Linked DNA regions of Hordeum vulgare: all the other regions are linked to region 1. A link is a contact called in public Hi-C data. All regions are on one chromosome and are shown on one strand. The core of a region is the stretch at or near the end of the contact, and the rest is flanking DNA. Distances in the headings are between cores, read along the strand shown. Region 1 holds the start of LOC123411185 (photosystem II core complex proteins psbY, chloroplastic). Region 2 holds the start of LOC123408537 (glycosyltransferase family 92 protein Os08g0121900-like). Region 3 holds the start of LOC123411474.

Region 1 (4,113 bases), core at 999-3,498:
CTTGCCACTTGCGGGTTGGCGCGTTGGCGACAGAGGGAGCGGGGGCGACATGGCTGGTGACGAGATCCGATGTATGGGCTTGCGCATGCGCGACCTCCACGTTGACGAGATCCGCCGGCTGGAAGGCTTCCATGGCGGCGAAGAATGACGGTGAAGAAGGCCCGGAGCACGCGGTGGGCGGGGTAACGGCTGATGAGGAGGGGGAGCGGGGGGAACGGCACAAAAATTTCTCTCGCGCCAAATCTCGTTGCAGATAAGGGGCGAGCTCGGGTCGGCCTCCCACCCCGTGAATCTGAAGGTTGAGGGCGAACTTTTGCCGCGCCCCGCAAAAAATTTACGGGCCGAACGCCTTTGCAGGGTCCACTCTGGCAGCATTTCTCATCCCGACCCGTATTTTGACAGTTATTTTGCGGGTCGGAGCATTATAGGGGGTCTGCTAGAGATGCTCTTAGAGGGGACATGAGAGAGATAGACTGGAGAGAGAGAGAGTTTTTTTTTCTTTTGTATTGGGTCCCATGTGTACGTGGGAGAGATGGGAGAGAGTTTTGTCCTTTTTTCCTTTATTTGGGTGGGTCCCACGTGTAAGTGACATATGTAGCGAGGGTTACAAATGTTCAAAGAACAGCACATTGGCGATCAAAGGCATTTGACCGAACGGAAATGACACGGAAGGGTATTTTCATAAAGCACTCTAACGGAAGAGGGGCAAAGTTGACCACTATTTATTTTAGGGGTAAAGATGTGGTCGGGTCAAAGTTAGGAGAGAAAATGGATATGTCCCTTTTTACAAGCATTTGGGAGTGTCGATTTTGTCTAATTTTTCAAGAACTAATAAAAATTGTCAATGTTTGCCTTAAAAAGAAATTTATTCTTTTGTTTAATTTACTCATTTAAGCTTGGAAGCAGAAGAAGGCTTTCGCTCTCCTACAGCCTATTGTGAGGTACCCACCAACTGGCCACCTTCGTCGGCACCCACCCACTGGCCACCTTCGTCGGCACACCACCCCTTTGTACGAGGGGCGCTAGTGAGTGAAGAAGATTGCTCGAACCCAAACCACAGATCGAGTGCTCCAAACGGCTAATCTCTACTGGAGCGATCATGAGATTTCTAGTGAAGTAGTGATATAAGTACAGTATTAGTGGTTTGCAAGAAAAACATGGCATCCTAAGCACTCTGTGACTTGCGGTTTGCCCAGGCTTTCCAAAGCTTCTCGGCCCGTCGTGCCTATCTATGATCAAAGCACCTCCCAAAACCCCAATCCAGCATGGAACGTAGTAGCAGAAAAGAACATTAAACTGAAGTGAGAGAAAACAAGAAGAGCTGTACTGCATTTGATCAATGGAAGGAACAAGATTAGAGAGTATGCAAGCGGACACTCACACCACGTTCCACGCTACTACCACGACTCTTATAATAGACCAACGCACACAACATACGGTACGATGCCATGACGACGACGACGACGTACGCGCGCTCAGTTGGACCGCATTTTGTTGAGCTGATTGAGCGCCGGCTGCAGAATGTTGTAGAGCACCCAGCCGAGGGCGGGCGCCACCACGAAAAGCAGCAGCAGGCCCCGGTTGTCGTCGGCCGGCGCGACCGCCGCCAGCGCGGCGAGCTCCTGCACGGCGGCGGAGGCCGGCTCCGGCACGGCGGCCAGGCCGGCGGCCGCGGCAGCGCCGATGCCCAGCCCGGCGACGAGCGCCTTCTCGGACCGCATCTTGTTGAGCTGGTTCAGCGCCGGCTGGAGGATGTTGTAGAGCACCCACCCGAGCGCGGGCGCCACCACGAAGAGCAGGAGTAGGCCCCGGTTGTCGTCCGCGGGCGCCGCCGCCGCCACGTCCGCGATCCGCTGCGACGCCATCGCCGCGTCCGACGAGGCCAGCGAGGTGAAGAAGGCGCTCGCCATGGCAGCGGCCGCCGGCGACACGGCCAGGGCTCCCTTCTTGGCCGCGTTCTTCTGCAGGCTGCGCAGCGAGATGCTCGGCGACGCCACCTTGGCGCTGGACGACGTCGACGACGAAGGCGCCGACCTCGCCGTGATCTTGGCGGGCTTGAGCATGGTCATCGTGGCTATGGTCGCCATTGACGCCTAGCTCCCTGGTTGCTCGCTGCCTTCTCTCCCTCGCAAGAAGCTCTCACGCTGGCAAAAAGGTGGATGGAGGGGTGCTGTGGGGTGCGCGGGTGTGTAATGCGATGCCCTTCCCTTCCCCTGCGTTTCTAGAACGGACGATGTGGCGTGGCTAGCTTATCTTGTGCGGCGAGTGTGCGATGGAGGTTTGAAAGCTTATCTCGCGGCCTGCAACTTGCAATGCCATTGGCTGTGGGAGCAACTAGGCGGGGACCACACGATTTACATGGAGACTTTGGTGAGAGGAAGTGGAGTCGTGAAATGAATCGGAAATTCAGATATCTCACAGTAGTAGGAATATAAGCGTGCCCTAGAATGTCCTATGGTACCAAACGACAAGATCGTATTCGTCTCAAGAAAAGACAAGATCGGAGATCGTCTGGATTGAAACGTCTAGGTATTTTCGGTGAATTTCAGTTAAAAATACACGAAATGACGTTCATCTTCGTGCTCCACAATGTCTTTCCTCTTCGTTTACGCTGATCATTGCAGAACTATTCTGTAACACAGACGAAGGAAGTAGACAACACCATCCAAACGTTGATAATAATTAATAAGTTTATGAATTACTTCATGCATGAGCATCAAAATATGATGAACCACCAAACTAGATACAGCACGGAAAGAACAAAATCTGGTAGCAATTATTCACTCCCTACACGGAATCGCCAGGCGTTTCCATCCATTATTCGTCAGGGTAGAAACCATGGAGCAAAAACAAACCAAATGGCAGGCTGATTACAACTTTCCGACATCTCCACGGGGGAAGACCCTGCTCTGCTCACACTCAGGCTCCGAGCTGCAGCTTCTTTATTGTGTCGATCTGCTTTGCAGGGTTCAGCCCCTTGGGGCAGGCATGCGTGCAGTTCTTGATGGTGTGGCAGCGGTACAGCTTGAACTCGTCGTTGATGGAGTCAAGGCGCTCCTTTGTGAACTCATCACGGCTGTCTTGGATCCACCTGGGAAGAACCAATGTGTTTATGGCACACGCCAAAGAAGCATGTTATATCTCTCAGACACTGCAGTCGTAAGCCCAATCCAAAGAACCAATGTGTTTATGGCTCAAGGCATTTGAAACACTTGCAGATATGTGAAAATGATACTTAAACAAGTTATAAATGACTAAGATGTTTCCCGGTTCTTCTGACTAAGGGCACTTGCAATTATTAGTCAAAAGATATTGTTCAAATTTTTGTGTGCCTTATATCAGATCATGTTTTAGATTAGAAGTTAAAAGGGCAAATTGTGACAAACAATATGATAAATCAGAGGATCAGATATACTAAATCTCAGTGCACTCATCAAATAAAACCAGATGAGATAAATATTGAATCAAACAGCCAGCTTATAGAAACCTTGAACAATAGAATCTTTAGCTTCATAAATGCTGAATAGCATGAAAAACAGTACATTACACTGCCTCAACTAAATAAAGAGAAAACCATGCCGTTTGCTGGCAGTAAAAAAACTTGACAGATAGTTTCAGGAATCAAACACTGAAAGAGGGCAACCTTATTTTGCTGGCCTACTGAAGAGCTAGTTCTTTCTTCTACCCATCTGTTAACATCTACCAAGATGCTTTCTTAACACCCATCAGTTCACCCTTATTTGCCAAGGTACGGAACACGATACGAGACATGCGGAATTTTTGGTAGACACCACGAGAGCGGCCCGTGAAAATACAGCGGTTTCTAAGACGTGTCATGTTACTATTTCTTGGCAGCTTGGACAACTTATAGCGAAACTTATCCCGCATATCTGATGGAAGATCAGGGTCCCTACAGACAGACTTATAAAGCTTTCCTCTCAGCTCATATTTTGCTGCAAGCAATCTACGTTTGTGATCACGCATGTTTCTCTTCTCTGAGACCCCATGATATCCTCGAGCTTGGACGTGCATGAACATGCTGGGTTTTGGTTTCATTAGCGTCCCCCACAGCGGAAGCCTAAAAAGGGTGAACGGGTGAACGTGTCATGGACT
Region 2 (4,113 bases), core at 719-3,218, 990 kb after region 1:
CTCCTGGGATTTCATCCAAGGCCACAAGTGGCGTGTCGCATTGTATGCGGATGGATCCATGGAACCAAGGACTTCCTCGATGCCGTCATCGCTGTTGTTATCATAGATGAACCACCGTTGCACTCCGATATGGGAGTGGTAGATGATCCATTCCCGCAGGAACCGAGCTTGGTTGCGCAGCATGGTGCACACACACATTGAGTGTGCTTTCTGCTGCCGCCGATGCCTTGTATGCCGATGCCTGTTATACCGAGGAAGTGGCTCTGGTTGCGCGATTGAGGGGAGTGTAGAGCTCCCCCGGCCCTTAGTCCTGATGGAGACCAACATGGGCTTCCCATCACTGTTCCTGTTGCTGTTTCCATCAGCTGTCATCCTGAGGTACCGGCGAATGCGGACAGGTGTCACACACCGGAATGTCTCCTGAGCAGCAGAAACCACAGGGGAGGTGACAACGAACTTGGGCTTCGACAGGTCCCGGCCAAAGACGCACTCATACCGTGATGGCACACCGAGCCGGCCTGGACGGAGGTTCATCCCTTTGGCAAACACAACGGTGGAGTTATCCCGGCTGTCAAGAAGTGCGGTGTACACGAGCTGATCCCACTGGAATGGTGTCACCGGAGGCGACTGGGACAGCGATAGGGACACAGCCATCCCTGGCGGTGCGGCAGGGCAATGCACGAGGCTGGGTTCATCTGGCAATGCAGCGACCGAGAGGGGACGACGACGTAGCTGCGTTGAGTTGGCAGTGGAGTAGAGGCACTCAAAATGCCCAGGAGCTGGCAGCGATGATCCGTCACCGAGGATTACGAGAACATGGTCCGGCAGAACGACGGCGTGCCGGATTTGGACAGAGGGTGAAACGGTGCCGGCACTGTTTCCTCCAGCTTGCTGCACCCGTCGCTCCGAGGAGAGGGCATTCAGGGTCGCCGACGGCCAAGCCGTCATGAGCACCGGCCGAAAGGACGCTGCATCACAAGAAGACGAGATCAATTAGCACACAGCGGGAAGAAATAGCCAAACGGATTTAGCGTGCCTAAATTCGGACGCATAAACAGCCATTCTTCATGTGACGACATTCTTCATGTCACATGAGGCATTTGCGTTCTATTCTGGGATCGATCAGTCAAAAGGCAGCAGCAGCATGTGACTGACTGGATGGCTAACGTTACAATAATACAGAAACGGCAAGCTGCTATAATCGAGGCAAGAATCGAGTGATAAGAACTGCAATCTTTCCCGCGAATGGTAGGACTGCAATCAGATCTAACGGCAACCTCGCGAGAAAGAGTCCAACTTCTATTTTTCACCATCCAGACGATGAACATCGAACCCAAACAAAATTTCGCACATAAAAAATGGATTTTTCTTCTTCTTCTTCTTCTTCTTCTTCTTCTTCTTCTGTCAAAATCATTCGAAATGATCCCACCACGAGATTTCCGTGAGAAGATAAATAATTCCACAATCCTACCTAAACACAAACCAATTTGGCCCACGCGGGCTCCAGATTCCAGGAGCAGGGGAAGCGGCTCACCTCCAATGACGTGCACGCCGCCGAAGACCACCGCGCCGGCGCAGAGGAACGCGAAGAACACCGCAAACAGCCGCCGCCGTCCCCCCGCCGCCGAAGACCGGTGACTGCCCCTCGCGCCGAAGCTCCCGCCTCCTCCCCCGTTTGCCGCCTGACCACTTCCGAGCCTACTCAGCTTGCGCTCCTTGGCCGACACCGCCATTTCGGGAACCGCCCGTCCGTCCGTCTACTCCTCACCGCCCCAGAAGGAAGAGCTCATTCAGATCCACGAGAAGGCCAAGAGGCCGCACCATTCATTCACACCGCGCTACGCGTCGGCGGCGCGACGGCGAGCACGCTCCCTTCCTCGCTGCCGCGATTGCCGGGGGATGCGGGGGTGGTGGCCGCAGAAACCGAAGCGGTGGTTTGCGGCGAGGTGGGAAGGAAGTCGTCGCCGCAGCGGCAGCAGCGGTGGGGTTTATACCCGCGCGCACGGAACCGGCGCGTGGGCCATAGCGGGCCCACACGTCGGTGGCACGCGGCGCGTTCCAGACTATGAGGGGCGGGACCCTTCACTGACAGGTGGGTTTGCGGGTAACGGCACGGCGCGTCCAGCCAATCAGGGGACAGGCGCGTCTAGCTCCGGAGGGGAATGAACATGATGTATCGGTCCACGCGGTCAGTCGGTGATGTGGGTGGGTGTGATGCTGTTTGAACAGCAATTATTGCGGTGCACATGGAGGATGGTGTCCAACTCTGTAGTATGTATGTTCATTTGGGAATTTCTTGGTGAAGAATAAATTGTACTTCTTTCGTTTTTAAATATAAGTCTTTTAAACGATTTCATTAAGGTTCTACATATGAATCAAAATGATTGAATCTATACTTTAAAATATGTCTATATACATTTGTATGTAGTCCACTAGTAAAATCTTAAGAAAGACATATATTCAGAAACGGAGGGAGTACAATATAATTTATTGAAAAGAAGAGGAGAATAAATTATTACAAATAAGTGCGTGGGTGCACTTTATGCTATATATAAACATGTGAATGTTTACCCCAAAAAACATGAACATACATGGGATTTTGTAAAGGTTGATGCTTTTGTACATTGATAATATATAAGATCTTTAGATCACTTAACTTTTTTGCTTTTACGAAAAAACATCAGGTCTATTCATCTTCAAACGCGATAGTACAACGAACACCAAAAATAATAAAATTTAAATCTAGATTCATAGACCACCTAACGACGACTACAAGCAGTGAAACGAGCCGAAGGCGCACCGCCGTCATCGCCTCTCCCTCATCGGAGTCGGGCAAAATTTGTTGTAGTAGACAACCAGAAAGTCGTTGTGCTAAGGCTTCATAGGACCAGCGCACCAGAATAGCAATCGTCGCAGATGAAGAGTGACGTAGATCGAAGGGATACAACGTGAAAATACATGGGTGTAGACGAACGACGAACAAATCCGAGCAAATCCACCAAAGGAGATCCACCGGAGACACACCTCCACACACCCACCAACAATGCTAGATGCACCACTAGAATGGGGCTAGGCGGGGAGAACCTTATTCCATCTTCAAGGAGTCGCCGACGTCTCGTCTTCTTGAGCAGAACACAAACCCTAACAAAAGTCGAAAGCACATCTAAAAACGAAGCCCTCCCACCGGAAAGGTCCGGGGTCCACCGCGTCCCCATGGCCCTAAGGCTATGGAAGACGAGGGGGACTGGCGTCAGCGCTGGCAGGAGACGAAGAAACCCTATTTTTTTAGGGGAGGCGACGTCTGCATGAGCCCTCCTAGCGCTGCGTTAAGGTAGATCACTTAGCTTATTACATGCAAAGAAATTATTATATGCTTTAAATTACCACAATATCTGCCTTTGATATGTTGTTAGTTCAATGTAGGACCATGCAACGTTGGAAACCTCATCGTGATGAAGGCAGGCGACCTAAACGTAATCGCCACCCCGTGATCTGACACCCACCCCCCCCCCCTCGGTCGCCGCTAGCCCAGTATGGATGAGTTAGTGGGTTGCTAGGGACGACAATGCATGGTCTTGTTGCGGTTGTCGACATGCGATGCTCGATGATGGTGTTGGTGATCCAGCATGATCTTCAACAGGTGACGCCACCTGGCTAGGTCATCAGAGAAGAGGGACTTGATTCATGGTTCTAGATGGCATCATCACACCAGGACCTGTCATGCAACACAACATGGATGATTCTTTTCAGGTTTCTTTAGGGAGTCTTCCAGTTTGGTTTTGGACGGTGAGGTGGCGGTGTTGCCCTCATCTAGGAATATTTTTCTCCCTGCTCTTTCCCCGTATCGTTGTTGTGTTTATCGTCGGGAAAGGGCGTATGGATCTATACCTACATTGATTCTTTAGGGATGCGGTCAATTTATTTTTTCGATGGATCTCTGACAGCCCGAGACTGACGCTCGAGAAGATTCCCCCTTTATTTTGTTTTCGTCGTGTGGCTTATTTGTTTATCGCATCATCATCACATCATTCGCATCATCAGCATTGCATCGGCATCCCGTTGCCGCCAGTTTTCAAAGCTTGCATCCGTTATTAGTTGCCGGTTCTCTCCATG
Region 3 (4,113 bases), core at 867-3,366, 520 kb before region 1:
AATTGTAGCTGATCATCTGAAGATCTGAAAGTTCACGGGACTGCAGAACCTTCGCCAAAAACTGAATCAAAAGTGCAGTGCCGCAGCGAAATTTATGACCAAATCAAGTTCTATTATTTTCATCCTACAACAAAACTGCCAAATAACACGATCCGCAGCGACCACAATTAGCTTGCCGCTTGACCAGGAAGCGGCAGATCGATTCAACAAATCCGGTTTGGGTATATGGCAGCCTGGAGACTAACCTGATCATTTACATTTTACAGATGGAATGGAATGGGCTCATGAACCATTCTTGTAACTGGATGAGGCAAGGTCTTTATGATGAAGGCCGCAGCTCGCCTCAGTTGGCCATTGCAACACCCTCCTTATCCTTGATGAAACGACCCTGTTAAGTGAAACAAGATGCACACAGCTTGTTAGAATGAGATTGATGAAACAAACTGGAGTAACAGACTAGTCCCTGTGATGCATTAGTAGTCTGCACACCCAAAATATCAAATGCACAAGCCAGAACCACCAGGAGTACTGTCTCGTGTTTGCCGGAAATTAGGTACAAGAGCAGAAAGATACTTAAGGCGCAGTGTTCGATTCATTCCAAGTGATGTGTGAATTCTTGGTAATCGTCAAATGAAGAAGGTCAGCGCGGGACCATAATTTCGAGGTTATCTTTACATAGCCATGTGGAGAGCTTCAGTTCTGTATGATAAGTTCATTCAATTGTTGCTGGGACCAGAAGCTGGATCTCTAATCCACGATCTACACCCAGATTCCCGGAGGTATAGAATCTGATCAACCTCTATCCCAGATTCCCATCAACGCCATTTAGCAGTTCAGATCATTACTGATGCAGTATGTACCCACACATATTGCTAGATCACAGACACGATAAGGAAACTGCAACAGGTTCAGATACGGCAGAACGCGATGCGAAGAATTACCTTCAAGCGCGGCCGCTTGACGGCATTGAGCCGGCGTACCTCGTACCGGATCCGCTTCGAGAACAGCCGGGCATGTCGCTTCTCCTTATACCGCCTCACCCGCTCCGCCCTCCCGGACACCTCCGGCGAGCTCCACGTCGCCGCCTGCCGCGGCGGCGCCACATCCACGAACACCTCCTGCAACGCAACGAGACTCCGTGTCAGGATTCACGAGCGCGCATCGTCCCCCCGAGTCCGAGAAGATAAAGGGGGTCTTAGGCTTACAGAACCAAGCTCCAGCTTGGGCGTCACGTGGCCCGCCGCGCCGTCGATGTAGAGGGACCCGCGGCCCGCCCAGGCGGCCAGGATCTCGTCGTAGTCCAGCTTGAGCAGCGGCGACCGCGCGGAGGCGGCGCCCGTGCTCGCGGCCGAGGAGCACGAGGATGACGTGGTGGTCGTCGCGGTGGCCGCGCTAGGCGAAGAGGAGCTGCTCCTGCAGTACACCCACCGCTCCCTCCCCCGGAGCGCGCGCCGCGCAAGGTCCTCCTCCCCGCCAGCAGTCCCCGCGGAGGCGTCCGGGGAGGGGGTGCACGAGGGCGAATCCCCTTCGCCGCCGCCGGAAAAGGAGGAGGAGGACAGGCCGAGGATGTCAGTGAGCGACGGCGCCGCCGCGAAGAGAGTCGACGGCGCCTCAGGATGCAGCGCGAACGGCTCGAGCTGCTGCTGCTGCTGCTGCTGCTGCTCGTGCCCGCATCCATCCTCCACCGCCTCCTCCGTGGACGGCGACGCCAAAGCCGAGGGTGGCGGCAAGGAATCCTCCGCCGACAGAGATTCGGCAGGCTTGTCGACCTCCACCGCCTTGGCGAGGTGGCGGCTGAGGCTGAGGTACTTGGTCTTCTTCTTCTTCTTCACCTTGGCCCGGCGCGACCCTCGCCGCCGGCCGCCGCCGCCGCCGCTAGCCATGGCCTCGGAAATACTTCACTACAACCTCAAGGTGCTCCCTGCAAAATGGGCGACAAGCATGGGAACATGAGCACGGGAGAAGCTATTTGGAGGGAAAGCGAGGGGATCTCCCGCGGCCGCGAGCAGGGTGGCGCGGGGCCAGCAAAGGCGAGGCGCTTTTTCCATGATCCTGCGCGGACGTGGCCAAGTTTTACTGACATGGCGACGCCCCATTGGCTGGCCGGATTGCGGTGCTCGGGGTCCTACGGGATCTGGTAGGGTGGGGTTTTAACGGCTTCACGGAGGTTTTGTGATGGGGTGGGCGTTCACATCGTCGCCGTTGCGACTTTAACGCCGGTGCTACGTCTTGACCTTAATCTCGAAACACGTTTTCGTCCCGCTTTATAGATAAAGCACATAGTCCAGCATCTAAACAATACAAACCAACAAAGTGCAAACGTAGGAAATGCTGGGGCACCAGCACATTCCTGCCCAAGAAAGGAAAAGAAACCAAAAATGCCAACGGAGGGGCGGCTAAGGTGCACCCATGGAGCGGCGAGCCGCCGGGCAGCTGCCATCAGCGCATCCAGGTATCGCTGAAGCCTGCCGCGGTCTTGGGTCCTAACGAGCGGATGTCAAAGCTGTAAAAAGGCAAGGAATTTGAAGAACGAGTCAAAAGCACGTCGCTGAAAGATCCTTTCAATCACCATTTTGTTGCGAGTAGTCCAAAGGGTCCACATCATAGCTGCGAATAGCAGCCAGAACAGTCGGCGCTTACGGCCGACCTGGGTGGCCCGTACCTGCAGGAAATCTGCAAGGTCCGAGGCCACCCATTCCGGTCCGAGGGCCTCGCGAACAAAGCACCAAAGGGCCTGTGCCGCGACGCGGGAGAACAAAATGTGAGCGCCGGTCTCCGGGACATGGCACAACGGACAAATGCCGTTACCCGGACCATGGCGTTTCAACACCTCCGTCCCTGAAGGCAGACGATCTCGAAGAAGCTGCCAAACGAAAATCTTGATCTTCAGGGGCAACGGTGCCTTCCAAAGTGGGGATATCCACGGAAGGACAGGCATCCTACACAAAGCCAAATAGGCCGAACTAACGGAGAATTCTCCTGAGGGAGAAAGACTCCAGGAAACACTATCTCTGGACGACAAGGCAGGGAGGGGAACCACCGCCTGCAGGAGTTCCTAGTCCTCGACCTTAGCTGGGCCGAGGGGACGGCGGAACGCAACCTGCCATCCGTCCTCCACAGCAGACGCAGAGACAAGGACGGTAGGGTCGTCGCAAATAGCAAGAGCCTCGGGAAGCGCGAGCGTAAGGGTTCGCCATCCATCCAGGGGTCTAGCCAAAACTGGGTCTCTGCCCCATTACCCACCGAGATCCGCAGACCCAGTCTAATGTCGTTCTTGATGCCCTGAATGGATTTCCAGAACTGCGACCCAGACGCGAGCGAGCAGGCCAAGAGGGGCCTGCCCTGCAGGTACTTAGCCTCAATCAGTTGAAGCCACAGCCCCCCGTCTCCCTGCAGGATCCGCCACACCCAGCGAAGCATGAGAGAACCGTTCATGCGGCAGGAAGCTGGAATGCCCAAGCCTCCTCGGTCCTTTGGCAGGCAAATATCAGCCCATTTTACCATGTGGTATTTGGGTCTACCATCCCCTGCCTGCCAGAAGAACCTAGCCAACTCCTTATCAAAGGCGCTGTGCACCCCTTCGAGCAGAATATACATCCCCATCAAATACACGGGGAGACTCGCAAGGTTAGAGCTAATGAGGACAAACTTGCTTCCTTTAGATGTGAACCTGCCACACCAGGGCTCCGCACGGGACGTTACTCGTCCCACAAGCGGATCAAACCCATTGACCAAAATTCTGGACTTGGCAAGAGGCATCCCCAAATAAGAGATGGGGAGGACAGCCAGTTTGCAGTTAAGGTTGTCTGCGATCCTGTGCTGCTTAGCCTCGGAGTATCCCAGGACCACCACCTCACTCTTATCAAAGTTAATCTTAAGTCCAGACATTTCCTCAAAGCAGAGTAAAAGGAACTTAAGATTAGCAATGTCCGAGTCGGAGCCTGTGACCATGATCATGGTGTCATCCGCATATTGGAGGTGAGATACACCACCACCCGAGATGAGGTGACCAACCACCCCCTGAATATGCCCGGCGAGCTTTGCCTTATCCAGGATGCCGGCGAGGGCGTCGACAGCGAGATTAAAAAGCAGGGGGGAAACAGGGTCACCTTG

Evidence for each region. Hi-C and Micro-C count contacts between places; a contact is called where the count stands out from the background.
Region 2: a contact with region 1 is called in a Hi-C map of seedling, with 3 times the contacts expected there. The contact joins the promoter of LOC123408537 here to the promoter of LOC123411185 in region 1. A contact is called at or near these places in 1 of 6 Hi-C or Micro-C datasets (seedling) and 1 of 1 datasets of contacts at active chromatin or transcription factors (embryo).
Region 3: a Hi-C map of seedling shows a contact between it and region 1, with 6 times the contacts expected there. The contact joins the promoter of LOC123411474 here to the promoter of LOC123411185 in region 1. A contact is called at or near these places in 3 of 6 Hi-C or Micro-C datasets (leaf and seedling) and 1 of 1 datasets of contacts at active chromatin or transcription factors (embryo).

The regions. Positions count from the first base shown.
Region 1 is chr7H:417,099,797-417,103,909 of MorexV3_pseudomolecules_assembly, reverse strand. LOC123411185 (photosystem II core complex proteins psbY, chloroplastic) reads right to left here and starts at 2,248. Exons shown (of 1, transcript XM_045104124.1): 1 at 1,303-2,248. The coding sequence starts at 2,087. The coding sequence ends at 1,476. It overlaps LOC123411184 (succinate dehydrogenase [ubiquinone] iron-sulfur subunit 1, mitochondrial), which reads right to left. Exons shown (of 2, transcript XM_045104123.1): 2 at 2,653-3,091. The coding sequence ends at 2,920.
Region 2 is chr7H:416,110,038-416,114,150 of MorexV3_pseudomolecules_assembly, reverse strand. It overlaps LOC123408537 (glycosyltransferase family 92 protein Os08g0121900-like), which reads right to left and starts at 1,968. Exons shown (of 2, transcript XM_045101623.1): 1 at 1,535-1,968; 2 at 1-968. The coding sequence starts at 1,733.
Region 3 is chr7H:417,618,919-417,623,031 of MorexV3_pseudomolecules_assembly, reverse strand. LOC123411474 reads right to left here and starts at 2,116. Exons shown (of 3, transcript XM_045104423.1): 1 at 1,206-2,116; 2 at 981-1,118; 3 at 63-388. The coding sequence starts at 1,883. The coding sequence ends at 344.